Regions from separate parts of the Gossypium hirsutum genome. Here region 1 is linked to region 2. The links are chromatin contacts, called in public Hi-C maps. All regions are on one chromosome and are shown on one strand. The core of a region is the stretch at or near the end of the contact, and the rest is flanking DNA. Distances in the headings are between cores, read along the strand shown. Region 1 holds the start of LOC107925710 (transcription factor MYBC1). Region 2 holds the start of LOC107943042 (plastid division protein CDP1, chloroplastic).

Evidence for each region. A called contact is a pair of places that touch in the nucleus more often than the background predicts.
Region 1: a Hi-C map of leaf shows a contact between it and region 2, with 2.0 times the contacts expected there. The contact joins the promoter of LOC107925710 here to the promoter of LOC107943042 in region 2. A contact is called at or near these places in 2 of 34 Hi-C or Micro-C datasets (both in leaf).

What each region holds. Positions count from the first base shown.
Region 1 is chrD11:69,413,916-69,416,913 of Gossypium_hirsutum_v2.1, forward strand. LOC107925710 (transcription factor MYBC1) reads right to left here and starts at 1,622. Exons shown (of 3, transcript XM_041105083.1): 1 at 1,475-1,622; 2 at 501-1,373; 3 at 1-296. The coding sequence starts at 1,257. The coding sequence ends at 244.
Region 2 is chrD11:69,246,992-69,249,920 of Gossypium_hirsutum_v2.1, forward strand. LOC107943042 (plastid division protein CDP1, chloroplastic) reads right to left here and starts at 1,518. Exons shown (of 12, transcript XM_041105067.1): 1 at 886-1,518; 2 at 667-804; 3 at 1-59. The coding sequence starts at 1,293.

The sequences.
Region 1 (2,998 bases), core at 372-2,871, 170 kb after region 2:
TACTTTACATTGCAGAATTTATGTCATTCAACAACACCACTAAGGTTACACATGCTTTAGAAAATTGCAGAAAATATATAGCTTATGTCATTCTAACATTGTATTTTTTCCATAGATCATATAACAATTGGTGTAACAATTAGACCTTTCCATAGATCAATCCGTAGAATGGGAGGTACATCCCTACTTTTGCCTCAAAATCACCTTTTATGGCTGAAAAGAACCTCTTAGACAAGCAAACACCTAAATGTAAGTAAACATGAGCTGATTTCCCAAATATCCATGCATCAAAGACCCTATATATGATGAAAAACATAAACAAAAGGACTAATCACATAAAAGACGAAAAGTTTCAATGACACTCAATAATTAGTTTTTTTTTTTTTTGAATCAGTCATCCCTTGGTGGAAATAAAGTTAATACCTTCATTCCACCATTGCCATTGGCAGATTCCAAATCTTCAACATAATTATTTGGTACTTGATTGTGTGAGGGTGTACCTCCCATTCTACGGATTGATGGTGGTGGTTGCTTGGCTAAGAAGGGATGCTCCAATTGACCATTTGGTGATGACCCAAAATGCCCTATCTGCTTTTGATACTGAGTTAGCAAATGTGGATGCCCGACTGCGGCCGCCGCCGCTAGCTGGTGTTGCTGTTGTTGGTAATGGTGTTGTAGTCCTGGAACTGATACAAATGGGGCGAAAGGCTCTGAGCTACCTTTACTAGGATGAAGGAAGTGAGGAGGAACGGGTGAACTGGCAAACAAATGGTCAGTCGCCGGATCAGACGCAGCACCGCCGTTTGCACCGCCACCGCCGGACCCTTGCATTCTCTTCAAATAGAGGCGATATTTCTGTAAATGACTAGCGACGTTCTCTCTGGTCAACCCATCAACACTCATCAACTGCATTATGGTCTTTGGGACGGCGTTTTTGATCCCTAAATGAGCCACGGCGTCAACGAATCGCTTGTGGAGCTGCGGGGTCCAGACGAGCCGAGGCCGTTTGAGTGTTCGCGCCGGCTCGTCACCGCCCGCTCCGGATCCCAAGTCCCCGGAATCACCGGCGAATTCAGCCGGGGGAGGCGGCGGCGGCGGCGGGTGTTTCCGTTGACGGTGGTTTGGATTCGAGATGTCGAAAGCAAGGGCAAGGTGAGGGGTAATTAGGGTTTGTGAAAGAGGCATAAGCTCCTCCGGCGACGGCAGCTCTTCTTCCCATTTTCCAAACAAATTGGAGGAATCCTCAATTTCTCTCATAATTATTACTTATATTATTCACAAATTAAACAGTAGCAATAACAATTAATTCCAATTAAAAAAACAACAAATCGAAACCCTAAATTTTGGGGGGAGGGGGAACTGAATCTGCTCCACTGTAACAATCAAAATATTATGGAATTAATAAAAAAAACACGATTAACATGATTAATCAAATCAATTATTGAAGAAAAACAGGGCAATTAATAGAACTTACAGAGTGCAGATGAAAATCCAAAGAGAAAGGTGGATCTTGGTTTTTTTTTTCCTTTCTTTCTTAAAGCTTTTTAGTTGTTTATGTGTGTATGTATGCACATGTCCACCATTGCTATTGCCATTGAGGAAAAAAGGTTAAATTCTGGTTTTAGTCCATTTACTATGCTTGATTTTGAGATATAGTCATCGTAGTTTAATATGGTATAAACTTGTTTTTTGAAGTTACAAATAAAACTGTAGTTGCAAGTATAAATAATACATATTCAAATAATTATGACCGGGTTGACAAACCGAAATAATATCGAAATAAGGCACACATATAGCAGGACTCAAATCTTAGACATTAAAGGTTTTCAGAGAATTTTTTCAGAGTTAAAGTCAAGAATTTGGTATTAGAGGGGCTAAAATAAAATTTTAAAAGCTTGGGGAGGTAAAAGTAAAGAAATTGTTAAAAAAAAGACTTAAATTGAATACTTTAAATTAAAAGAACCTAAAATTATATCACTAATTACGCTCATGAGGTTTTTATTAAAAAAACTTCGATTTTTAACCCGTCGTTTAAAAATTTTCAAGTTAATATTTTAACAAAATTAATTATTTAATAAAATAAAATCAAGGCTTAACATCTTCTTTGACCCTTGTACTATAACTAGATTATTACTTTGGTACTTGAATATTCTTTTATCAGTTTAGTCCTTTTACTTTATTTTTGTTTCAATTTGGTCCCTTTACTTTCCTTCTATATAGCTTGTTATCCCAAACCAAATTTCAATTAAAAAAAATTAAACCAATCAATGACACGGTACCCATACCACGTGCTAATAAAAAGTAAAAATAAAAATCACTTAAAAATTAAAAAAAATAGAAAAAAAATCCCAAAAAATATTAAAACTTAGAATTATTAAAAAAACTAAAAAAATCACAATCTAATTTTGAAATTATAAATAAATATTTTTTAATTATAAATATGCGAAACTGCAAAAAAAAAATCATTTGCTTGGAATTTTAGGTTCTTTGATTTTTTTTTAGAATTTTATGGTTTTTATGAAAATTTTAAGTTATGCACATTTATAATTTTCAAAAATAGATCATAATTTTTTTTAGTTTTTATTTTTATAATTTTATGAGTTTAAAGATTTTATTGGATTTTTTTGAATTTTTAATGACTTTTAGTTTTGTTATATTTTTAAAAAAATTTAAGTGAAATTTTTATTGTTTTCTTGACACATGGCAGCGTGTCATTGATGTTTTGAATTTTTTTTAAACAGGATTGTAGAATGAAAATATAGGGGCCAAACTAATAAAAAAAAGTACAATAGTCAAATTGATAATAATAAAAAATACAAGTATCAAAGTGATAATTTAGCTATAGTACAATAGCCTAAGATTAAATTATGCTAAATATTTAATTTTAAAAATTTTAATTTAAATAAAGTACAAGGACCAAATCATAATTTAACCTAAAATTTGTCTTTGTTGACAATAAATAAGTTGCAACGAATCACAGCTTACACATAAATTAAAA
Region 2 (2,929 bases), core at 268-2,767:
GCATCTGTACGCTGAATAGCTGCCCTCCCAACTTCAAGGACAAGCTCCTCTTCTCCAACCTAATACACAAGAAACCCATACCATATCAGTTCTATCTATCCAAGCAGAAAAAAGATGTTTTTGCTACTTACGGTATACTTCCAAAAGCAAATAAATAAATATGTAAATTTAGATGATATGATTTTTGAATAATAATAAGTTAAAATTTTAACTTTATTAATAACAAAATGTACAATTTTAACTTGATATGCAACAATTACATTTGACTATCTGTTATACTTGTACATTTTTAGCCATTCACTAATGTTTTATGAAAGCCAATTAGCCTATTTAAAATTTTCTTAAACATAACGAGCAAATATGAAATCCCAGGTCTCATTAGCTTATTACCTTTTGCAATGCTTCCTCAAAATTTTAAAGCAAAAGCACAAAATAGAATGTGAAGTCACACTTGTTTTATAAGGACCAAATGACTAAAATATAACACCAATTCAAACATAGTGGTAACCATGAACACTGTTTTCTTAAATTTAATAACTTCTAGCACTTACTTTTACATTCAAATGCAAATCGAACATTATTTCTCTAAATGTTCAACAATATCACCCAAATACTCTAATTAACAATATCACCTAATTATAATAACTACAAATTAGAGAATTGCACCTCTTGAAGAAGGCAAACAGCAGCAGGCAACCAACGCCATGGAATTTGAAGAGATGATTTCGGCGGAATCTTCTCCTTCACATTTCCAGCGTACTCCGTTTCGAAAAGTAGCTTATCCCTCACATCCATCAGAATCTCCTACAATAAAGAGTGAAACGACACTGAAACAATAAAAAATATTTAAAAATACAAAAAAAACGATTTCTTCGATAGTTTTACCTGACGAGAAACGACAACGTCACTAGTATAACCATCATCAACCTCACTGCCCTTCAAATTCATCACCGACTTCACAATCTCATCTTTCTCAGCTTGACTCGAAACGCCGATCAGCTGGTAACAACTAACCGGTATGTCAACGACCGCGTTTCCAACGACGGAGGAAGAAGGAGAAGACGAAACAGGCGCCGCGTTGTTGTTGTTCTCCACAATGCCGACGCCACGAGTGTCGATAGCACCGGACTGAAATCGGCTTCTCACGGTCGGAAAACGGTAGCCGTTTGATTTGATTAGGGTTTCAAAACCTGAAACCTCACAGTAACTAGAGCTACGAATGAAGAAACAACAACAAGAAGACGAAGAAGAAGGAGGAACAATAGGAGCCAACGTCAAATTACTCAGTGCCATTTCCCACTCCAAAAAAAAATTGAAAAAAAATTGGAAAAAAAATTAGAAAAAAATGGAAGCTTATTTGTTTACATGAATGAAATTTAACGGAATTATTTGAGTGAATTGCTGTTATTTCGTGTTTATGGATTTAGATTGCGTTTGTTTAGCTCAATGGAAAAATTGAAAAAAAGAACAAAAATTGATGGGTAAAGCTAAAAAGTGCTAATGCCGTCGGTCCGGATAGCGGTCCGATCTTTTTTAAAGGTTAATATTCCTTCGGTTTGGTTAATTTATTATTTTAGAAAATGTTTTATAATTAAATTTAGGGATAAATTACACTCAAAGTCACTAAACTATTAATAATTTTATATTTTGATCACTCAACTTCAAAAAGTTATAAACTTGTCACTAAACTATTCGAAAGTTTTCAATTAAATCACTCAATTGTTAAGATCTTTATTTTATGACCCTCTCTTTATTCTCATCCCCTCTCCAAAGCTCTCCTTCCCCTTCCCTTTTATAGTTTTTTTTACATAAAATAATTTTAAACATCGTAAATTTGTAAATCAAAATTCAAACATCTTTAGCCTTTAAATTTCAACACTTAATACGCTAATAACATAAAACGAAAACATTCGTACAGGTTTTTTTTTTAATTTACTAAAAATATACGAAATGGTTCTACCAAATATATATATATATGAAATATATGAAATGGCAAAATAGTAAATAATGAATATCATATTTAAAAATAAAAAATATATAGACAGACGATCTTGGTTTAGCAAATTTCTATATAAATAGAGTTAAATGAGTTTAGTTTAATTATTTATAAATATTAAATAAAAATAAATTTAAAAATAATATAAATGAATTTATATGGGATTAAGTTAATTATTTTTAAATACGGTAGTTGGATCAAATAATTATATATAGATTTTATGTTATATATGAACCTGACTAAACTCAGTGTGTATGAATATCTCTAATTGATCCTAGATAGTAGAGAGAATATGTCTTTATGAAATGTAGTACTTGCATATAGACTTGTCCAGTAGGCTTGGTTCGACTTAAGATGGTTTTGGACAAGGAAATTTGTGTATCGAGTCAACTAGATCTAGCCTGAATTTAATTTATATAATAAAAATATTTTTTTATTTTCAAGAAGACTGAGAGATTTGAATCTGCAACATTTTAGCCACACACATCCATTGATCTTCACCAAAAACCATGTTGGAGGCAAAGAGATTGATTAGTCTGTGAGAAACCATTGTTCAGTCCAACCTAATCCCCCTACTCAATAAGTCGAATGTCTATGATTTTTGTGATGAATCTTGCAACGGGTTTGTTTACCATTGTTTTTCATGCGAGTTCGACCTTGACGTCTCATGCACTTTCTGCCCTATCGAGTGACCTTGGGATTTCCTAGAGCTCAAGCAGTTCAGCCACCGATATTAGTCGGTTTTCGTTGGAAATCATGACGAAAATGTTTGTTGCTTCGAATACAAGGAAGTGATATATGGTCTTGGATACAATTGCTCTCGGTGTGAATTCTTCTTTCAAATGAAATGTTCGATGTTATCCCTAAGATTAATCACCTCTACCACCGCGACCATCCCGGACTGTACTATTCCAGTTGCATCTGCAATTTTCG